2 separate regions of the Mus musculus genome follow, and region 1 is linked to region 2. Evidence: chromatin contacts called from public Hi-C data. All regions are on one chromosome and are shown on one strand. Each heading gives the region's core, a stretch centred on a gene start, on an enhancer-like site or on the middle of the called end of the contact. The rest is flanking DNA. Distances are from core to core; before and after follow the strand shown. Region 1 overlaps Nrip1 (nuclear receptor interacting protein 1). Region 2 overlaps Gm15555 (predicted gene 15555).

The links. Hi-C and Micro-C count contacts between places; a contact is called where the count stands out from the background.
Region 1: a contact with region 2 is called in a Hi-C map of the G1E-ER4 cell line, with 5 times the contacts expected there. The contact joins two enhancer-like sites. A contact is called at or near these places in 2 of 39 promoter capture datasets (the HPC-7 cell line and HPC-7-derived erythroid cells), 4 of 484 Hi-C or Micro-C datasets (B cells, the Ba/F3 cell line, the G1E-ER4 cell line and 1 more) and 3 of 115 datasets of contacts at active chromatin or transcription factors (bone marrow-derived macrophages, embryonic basal ganglia and embryonic forebrain).

The regions. Positions count from the first base shown.
Region 1 is chr16:76,364,071-76,368,306 of GRCm38.p6, forward strand. The region is part of intron 1 of Nrip1 (nuclear receptor interacting protein 1); the gene reads right to left. Among named protein-coding and RNA genes, the nearest start is that of Nrip1, 6.9 kb to the right of the region's middle. Within about 2 kb of position 1,816, at least 64 of the 459 cell types and tissues checked have an H3K27ac peak or open chromatin away from gene starts, as enhancers often do. A contact at or near this core is called in the G1E-ER4 cell line, where this site is marked.
Region 2 is chr16:76,007,888-76,012,051 of GRCm38.p6, forward strand. Gm15555 (predicted gene 15555) reads left to right here. Exons shown (of 4, transcript NR_155447.1): 3 at 1,724-1,854. Among named protein-coding and RNA genes, the nearest start is that of Gm15555, 9.2 kb to the left of the region's middle. Within about 2 kb of position 2,569, at least 1 of the 459 cell types and tissues checked has an H3K27ac peak or open chromatin away from gene starts, as enhancers often do. A contact at or near this core is called in the G1E-ER4 cell line, where this site is marked.

The sequences.
Region 1 (4,236 bases), core at 566-3,065, 360 kb after region 2:
ACCCCTGCTCCTGGCTCTATCCCAGAATTCTTTCTCTTTCCAGATGTCCCACCTTCTAATTCCCTGCCTAAGCCATAGATCATCAGACAGTTGACAGGCAATGGCATCCATACAATACACAAGATGGTCTCTCTTCCAACACCTTTCTGTCAGGTCCTCTTCTAACCTGAAGATATACCATGCCATTATTTCAATTTATGAAGATTCAAAATTCAGTACTGGTTCAAATGGAGAGTTTGGGACCTCCCCAGCCCCAGAGCTATGCAAGGTCTTGGGGTTTTACCTCAATGGTACAAAGTTTGTGGAGACTAATAAAGTACCAGAGGGTCAAATACAAACTCTCAGCCCAGCCCTGTGTGCTATCCCACAGATTCAGTCTATTTCAATGAATTCAGTCAAGGCATGGGAGGGTTAGAAAAATAATACGTAATTGGAGACAGAAGATTTTCGTCCCCAGCTTGCTCATGTTTAAACTTCCTCTCTTTTCTTATTTAGCTATAATAAAAACAACTATTCTCTTAATAAAAGATAGAACCAAAAACCCGCTCTTGTAGCTTTTATGGGAATCCTTTATTTCCCAACATTTACTGAGCAATTCACCATCCAAAGCACACTATAAGATATTATGTATATTCGCTTTCTGTGTCACTCTACGTCTGCAATACAGTTCCAACTTGTGCTTTTCGGTGTTATGAGGAAGTACTCAGTTAGAGTGGTTTGGGGTTCAACATTCCATAAATTTTAAATAAGTGAAGTAAAAAAAGGGGGGACGGGAGGTTTATAACTCCATTCCTCATGGCCTCGACAATAAAAGCGTATGGCTGGTGTGTATTTAAAAATGTACTCTGTGCTTCAAACCCCCTAGTTCAAGACAGCTCCCTCCTCATCAAGCTCTGCTGCCCATAGGAAGCCAAGTCCTCCTTATCTCTCTCAATAAACTCACGAATGCCTTATCCATTTTCTGCTTGGAGCTCGGAGACTCCTTTTGTAACATGCCATATAGTCTTTAAGGAACCCATTGTGGGTGAAGAAAAGGTAGTAAAAACAAACCAAAAAAAAAAAAAAAAACACATTAAGCATGGCCAAGAGTCACGATTTTTCAACCGAGAAAGCTATGGCACATGGCTACTGCAGTGCTCTGAAGTAGACAAACACAGTCAGCCTTGGGAACACCAAGATTAAGACCATGACAGGCTATTTTAATGAATTATATCAGGAAACACAGCGGCGTTCGTTCGTCGCCTTGAAGCGCACTGCAGTAATTCTGTGGTACACTTCACGAGAGCTAGCACTGGCAGGAGAGTGCCCTTGGGGGCTAAGTTTGGGCGAAAGTGGCCAGTTGCCCTTGGAACTACATTTGCCTCCGGTTAAGGGTAGGCAGCTGAGGAAAAGCATGGAAGACAGGCCTTCCCAGAGAAACCAGGCTGGGAGCATCAGGCTGGGAGGCTTGTCCTCCCATCCTGGGTTCTGTGGTTATCAGGTAGGAGAGCAAGGCTTCCTCAGGGCTTCCTGAATGACAGCTGGCCGCTAGTTTCCTTTTCCAAAGATGGCTTATTCTCATGGAAATGAAATTAGCTGTGTGGCCTCAGGCAAGTGACTCTGGCAAACCCAGTGGGCTGGGTTTCTGTATCTATAAACTAGAGGAAATAATATCCATTCTCCATTCGTCTGGGGGGGGGGGGGGGGAGTTGAGGGGGACGCAATTGCAAGGATTAAAAGAGAAAAATGCATGTGAGCTGGCCAGAACACAAGCAGGTGCCACCTCAGGGTGTGTCCTCTTCCTTTCTCCCTCCTCGGCTCCTGCTCCTCCTGCTGGGCGGGCAGAGGGGGTAAAACAGTAAAAGACACGGACCAATGCTACTTCTGCGCATGTCAAGTCGCCCCCACTCTTCTAAAAGCACCAGTTTGAAATCATGAACAACAACGCGTCCTAACATACAACAGCGGAACCTCAGAATTTAAAATCACATCTGACCTCTCTCACTACTGGCGGTCGTTGCCGAGGGAGACAAAAGGACTTCCCTTTTACCAGAAAGGTAGACTGATTTAGGAGAAGGCTCTACACAAGAGAAAGAAATGTGGAGTGAGAAAGCGGAAGTACTATTTTTAATGTCCTTTCGCAAAAAAAAAAAAAAAAAATCAAACCCTACCCCTGTCCCTTGCGACCCTTTTCTGTGAACGATCTGGGGAAACAACGCAAGGGTCATTAATTCGTTTGGAGTTTTCCAATATCTCCCAATGTTTTTTTCCTTCTGCCCCTCCATTCTTATTTTGCTTCCTTTCCAGTGTATAAATCCTCTCTAATGATTAGATTACTAAAAACTCAAAATTCAGAAATCGAAAATGTAAAACTTTGTTTTCCCCAGTACATTTATCATTCACTGCCTAAACATGTCATCTCTTGGGCTGCAGGCGTGCTTCAGTGGTAGGAACACATACATGCCTACCATGCACAAGGCCCTGGGTCCCATCCTCACCACCACCATCACCACCATCACCACACACACACACACACACACACACACACACACACACACGCACACAGAGCCATCTCTCTCTATCCCTAGAGAAATTCCTCAAGAAGTCCCATTTTGTGCAGAACTTCCAAGTCTCAAATTTTGACCGCAACAGTATGTCAGGTTCTAACCCACGTCAAAAACCATATCGTAGTATTTATTCTCACTTAAAGCTTGTATCAAAGCTAAATTTCCCACCTCACTCTTGTAAGGCTAAATTAGCATCTGACATTTTTAATGAAGTGATATTTAGCATGGTCAGGTGATATTTAACATGTGTTATGTCTATGCAAATCCAACAGTTAAAAGGTCATAACCACAAGCAGCTTAACAACTATATGCAAGTAACTGCAGTGACTACCAGCTTTCCTCCTGGCTTTATGCTAAGGGTAACTGCCCCGCCATGTCCACCTTCCAGAAGCAGGGAAAAAATGGGAAGCAAAATACTCACAGCAAACTACCAACAATGCAAGCTGCCAACTCCTTAGCTCCGGGAGTTGCCCACAATCCTTTACAGCAGGTAGAAAGTGCAGGCTACAAAAGGGGTGGCCTTGCTTATCAGTACAGGCTTTCTTAATTAGTAGACGAAAGGTGAGAGAGTCCTTTGCACGGTGCTCTCAGTAAACACCAGCGTGACGTTGCCCGAGTGCCCGAGTCTTCCTAATCTGCGTGGGTGGGAAACTGAGGCTGAGGGTTTAGAAGCAGGCGACTAAATCAATGTTTGTGGAAAGTCTCGGCAAGTCACTCCAAACTGAAGGCAAACAAGCCCTAACTTCCTTCCACCCTTAAATGTGTTTGAACAACAAGAGGTGGGTTTTAAGTTGGCGCTTTTCATTCCTAGCGGTGAGAATCCCACTTGCAGGAAGTGAGAACTCTGAGTGGAGAGGCAACCGAGGACTGGCAGAGATCTCAAGGACTATTCACTCTATCAGATGCTAATTCTATTGCCCAGGGTCTAAACAAAAATCCTAGGTGTGGCCCAGTTCTGTTAATTGAGAGAGGAAGGAAGATTGAAGGAAAGAAGGAGAGAGAGGTGATCAATACGCGGATGTCACAATTACCTTTCCAGCCGGCTTCAGCGCACGCTGCAGCCTTGCTTAGCATTGCTTCAGCCAAAACAAACAAATGGATGAATCATAACTTCTAATTATCCATGTGACTTTCTTCAAGAATAATCTCTCTTTAAAACTAGCATAACATTACAAATATTTTTTTTTCTAGCTTACAGATAGTAGGCTTTTTCTTCAGAACCCAAGTGACTTCTTTCTTGTTATTGGGGGGCTGCCAGCCTTCTGCGTTCTTCAGGCTTGCGTCTCTCCACAGCACTCCTGGGGTTCTAGGCTAAAGACTCATCCCTAGCCTGATTCAAAACCCCCATACAACTGTCAAACGGACCACGGCTTTCACAAAGCCCACACCTCCTCTCCACCTTGTGATCCTAACAAAAATTGTCTTGTTCAAGGCATGTCGATGATCAATAACACCACAAGTTTTATAACGTTTTGTTTGCCGTGTCTGCAAGAAAGGGGAGGGTGAGTCAGTTACATTATCAAGGCCCATGATACAGAATATACAGTAAGAGCTACAATAAATAAATAAATAAATGAATAATGACATAACTTCCTGGTAGACCACATACCAGTGTTCATCACGAAAAACTTATATTTCATTCCCATAGCAAAACAAAAGTTCTGTCTGCAATAAACTGAGACTTAACGTT
Region 2 (4,164 bases), core at 1,319-3,818:
GGAGCAGCGCAGGAAAGAGAGTTCATACCTGCTCCACTCAGAGCTCACACTTACAAACACTGCATCACGGGCTCTCCATGCTTATTAATATTTTATCTTGCTGGAGTCATAAGCCTTTATTAATCCATTCATATTGCTTACAACTATTCATTGAATGATTGTGATATATAACATATAAATAAAAAGGACACTCTCTGTCGTGAATTTAAATTCATTTTTTGGAAAAAAAAACCTCAAATTTCATATCAATTTAATTTATGAGATACAAAATGGATTAGAAAATTGAAAATTATTTTCTTCCTTTAATGAATATCAATTGCACACCAGATAATTCAGGCTTGATCCAGTTAACCTTGACTTGGCAGAAAGACAAATATTTTATATTCTCACTCTTTTCCTTAATCAAGACATTTATTACTTTTGGACATCATAAGGAGGTATTAAAATAGGTGCAGGTTCAAGCATTTATAGTCTACACCTAAATTAATATGACAACAAAGTAGTCAGTTCTAAAGTCACAATATTAACGTACTTTCAACTATACTGATCGGATTGCATAGTTTGGAATACTATGAAACATTTTACCTGCTTTTAGCAGCATTTCTCCAAAACCTATGCGTGTGTGTGAACCTAAGATTAGCTCACTAGATATTGTTAAATACAATAAAATTTTAATAAAAATCTCATCTTAAACTGAGTCTCCTGTAGACCCACTCTCTATCACTAAACCCTTCTGTAACTACAATTAGGGCACAGGCCTGGTACTAAAGATGGCACTCATTTTTTTTCTTTTAGTTTTCTTTTACTTTTACTTTATGTTTTACACCCCATATTCCATTCCCTGCCCACACATCCACCCTCTGACTGCTTCATGTCTCACATCTCCTCCCCACCCCACCCTGTCTCCACGTGGATGCCCTCAGCCCCCACCCCACCTGACCTCTAAACTCCCTGGGGCCTCCAGTCTCTTGAGGGTTAGGTGCATCTTCTCTGAATGAACACAGACCCGAAAGTTCTCTACTGTATGTGTGTTGCTGGGCTTCATATTGGCTGATGTATGCTGTCTGTTTGGTGGCCCAGTGTTTGAAAGATCTTAGAGGTCCAGATTAATTGAGACTGCTGGTCCTCCCACAGGGTCTCCCTTCTCCTCAGCTTCTTTCAGCCTTTCCCTAATTCAACAACAGGGGTCAGCTGCTTCTGTCCATTGGTTGTGTGCAAATATCTGCACCTGACTCTTTCAGTTGTAGCAGGAAGACAGGACATCAAGTGAGGGATGGGGTTGCCATCCCACAGTTACACCTCTGACCCATAATTGTTCCTGTCTGTAAGAATTACAAGGATGGAAATGGAGAGGAGCCCAAGGAAAAGAAGGTCCAGCAACAGGCCCAAAGTGGGATCCATCTCAAGGGGAGATCCTAAGGCCTGGCACTATTGCTGAGGCTGTGGAGCACTCACAAAAGAGGATCTACCATGGCTACCCTCCAAAAGACCCAAGTTGGTACTCATTTAAAACCTCAAATAAGTATCTTTCATTTTGGCACCTCTACTACCATGAATCATTCAATGTTTTCCCACCAGATCATCTATCTCCTGTACAGCCCAGGACAATCTAGGGTCTACCTAAGGAATTCCACATTGTGCTCAAAATACTTTCACCAAAATAGTAAAAGTTTAAGTAGAGATGTGGGAATAAAATAATGTCCTAAAATGCACTTGGTTCCAGGGACTGGATAGCACCTATTCTCCATGGAAAGTTCTTAGACACGCCCAGGCTGAGGCTAAGAAGATTCGGCTCTAACTCAGTTTACATCAGAGGGCTTCTCAGTGCATTTGTAGAAAATTAAACCTCAACAGGTATGTTGATTCTTATTCTGTATACCTAAAGCATTTCTGACCATGTTTTTCCCCCTTGAATTACTTTCAAAATAAAAAGTAAAACTCTAGGAGGAAAAGAAAACATTATTCAGAGATTCAGAGAGAAAACTAAGAAATCTTTAAACCGCTAACTAGGCAAACAAGAAATAAAATCTGTAGATTTTAAATTCTATTATTTAAAAAAAAATCTCTTTATTTTATCCAAGCTATGAAGTTAGTTTCATTGGGAATGTAATAATTGCCAGTACCAATATGATAAAGACTGGTTATCACTCAACAGTTAAACTGTGGGACAGATGGCTTGACCTTTCAGTTTCATGTGCATGGATATTTGTGCATGTGTGTGCATCTATGTTTGAACTTATGAAGAGCCATGTGTTCATGTTGTGTATAGAAGCATACATGTGTGTGAGTGTCAGAGTTCACCCCAGGTGTTCTTTCTCGATCCCTGTCCACTTTATTTTTTTAATTATGTGTGAAAGGGGTGGGTTTGAGTTGGCTTCCTGTATCACTACCTACCTATCTTACTCACTGTTTCAAACTGTAAGGACCGGCTAGTCCCTGGGATCTGCCTGTTTCTGCTCACCCAGCGTGGAATAGAGGTGTGAGCAGCCATGCTCAGCTTTTACATAAATCCTAAGGATCCAAAACAGACCCTCACGCTTCATGCTTTTAGTGCAAGCACTTTATCCCATAGACTGAGCCGCCTCCCAAGCTTCTGTCTACCTCCTGTCACCACGGGGTTCTCTCACTGGCCTGGAACACACCAAATAGGCTAAGTTGTTTGGGTTACAACCCTAGCAATCCACTGCCTCTACCTTGATAGCACTGGGTTGTAAGTACAAACCACCAATCAGCTCTTTTGACATGGGTTTTGAACAATGAACTCACATCTTTAGCAACTAAGCTTTCTTTAACCCCATAAATACACTTCTATTAGAATGTTTATACACACACACACACACTCACACTCTCTCTCCCTCTCTCTCTCTCCCTCCCTCTCTCTCTCTCTCTCTCTCTCTCTCTCTCTCTCTCTCTCACACACACACACACACACACACACACACACACACACAGTATAAATATATTTTGATCGTATCTATCCCTTCTGCTCTACCCATCTCCTTTGGGTCCAGTCCATGTCTCCTTCCCGACTCTATCGGCATTGCCTCCTTGCACAGGTAAGGCCATCCACCGGATTATAAGAAACTTGTGGTGGGCCACACCCCTGAATAAAACTGATATTCTCTCCCACAGCAAATATTTACTGACACATAGGTCCTCTGTCAGGAGTGGGATTCTTTGAGCTTCTCACCTGTTCAAAACCTATATTTTTAATTAAATACTGAGTTATACGTAAAGAGAAGTGTGCCAATTTAAGTATGTTTTTTACTACCTTTTGATGTTGCAAGACTGGTGATCTTTGAAAGATTTTAAACAGACAGGTAAGTCATGAACTTACCGTCATGCATAATTATCCAATTGACACATTTAAGGATATATCTTGAGGCTCTTCAGTCTATTCAATTATTTTTCTTTAATTATAGAAGGAAAATGTTTGCAAACACTTTTGCAGTGTCAAATCATGGTCTCCATGTAAATAGTCTATCTCATATTAGAGTGGAACATATGTCATTGCCTCCTCTTGTTCACATCTGTCAACAATGACGATAGAGTGAAATTGAGCAGAAAGTTTTCACTGCGTTAGGTACTTCTCTACGAATTCTACTTCTCAGAAACTAGTCACAGAATTTGTTCACTAAAACTTGTTCCTAGTTTATCTATATTGGGAAACAGAGACTTATGTAAGCTACAAAAATAACGGATTTTAATGTCACCAAGGCTAATAGGTGTAAAGGTAGGAGTAGAACTCGAAACTGGTTTCTCCTCTCCCTTTATTTAGACCAACGATTGTCCAGGTTTGAGGCTAAGCTCAACCTTGGTTAATGGTATAAGTCATTTATCATTTCCCAAGATTTCTAGACATCTATAAATTTTTACAGTGAATGTAAAAAAAGAGATTGTATAGAGACATATTGCCAAGGTCAGCACGTCACTGACAAAAAAAAAAAAAACGTCATTAATTGTAGTGGGTGTTTGTTTGTTTGTTTGTTTGTTTTATTAGGGAAAACTTACTTGCAGAATGAATTTTTCAAATATTTTTTAATTTATTAATTGAAGTAATTTTTAATTTATACCACAATCGAATTAAAACAAGTCTATTATCACAATATTATTTAAAATATAGTGCAATTGAATAAAAATATTCATCATTGTTATGTAGATGCT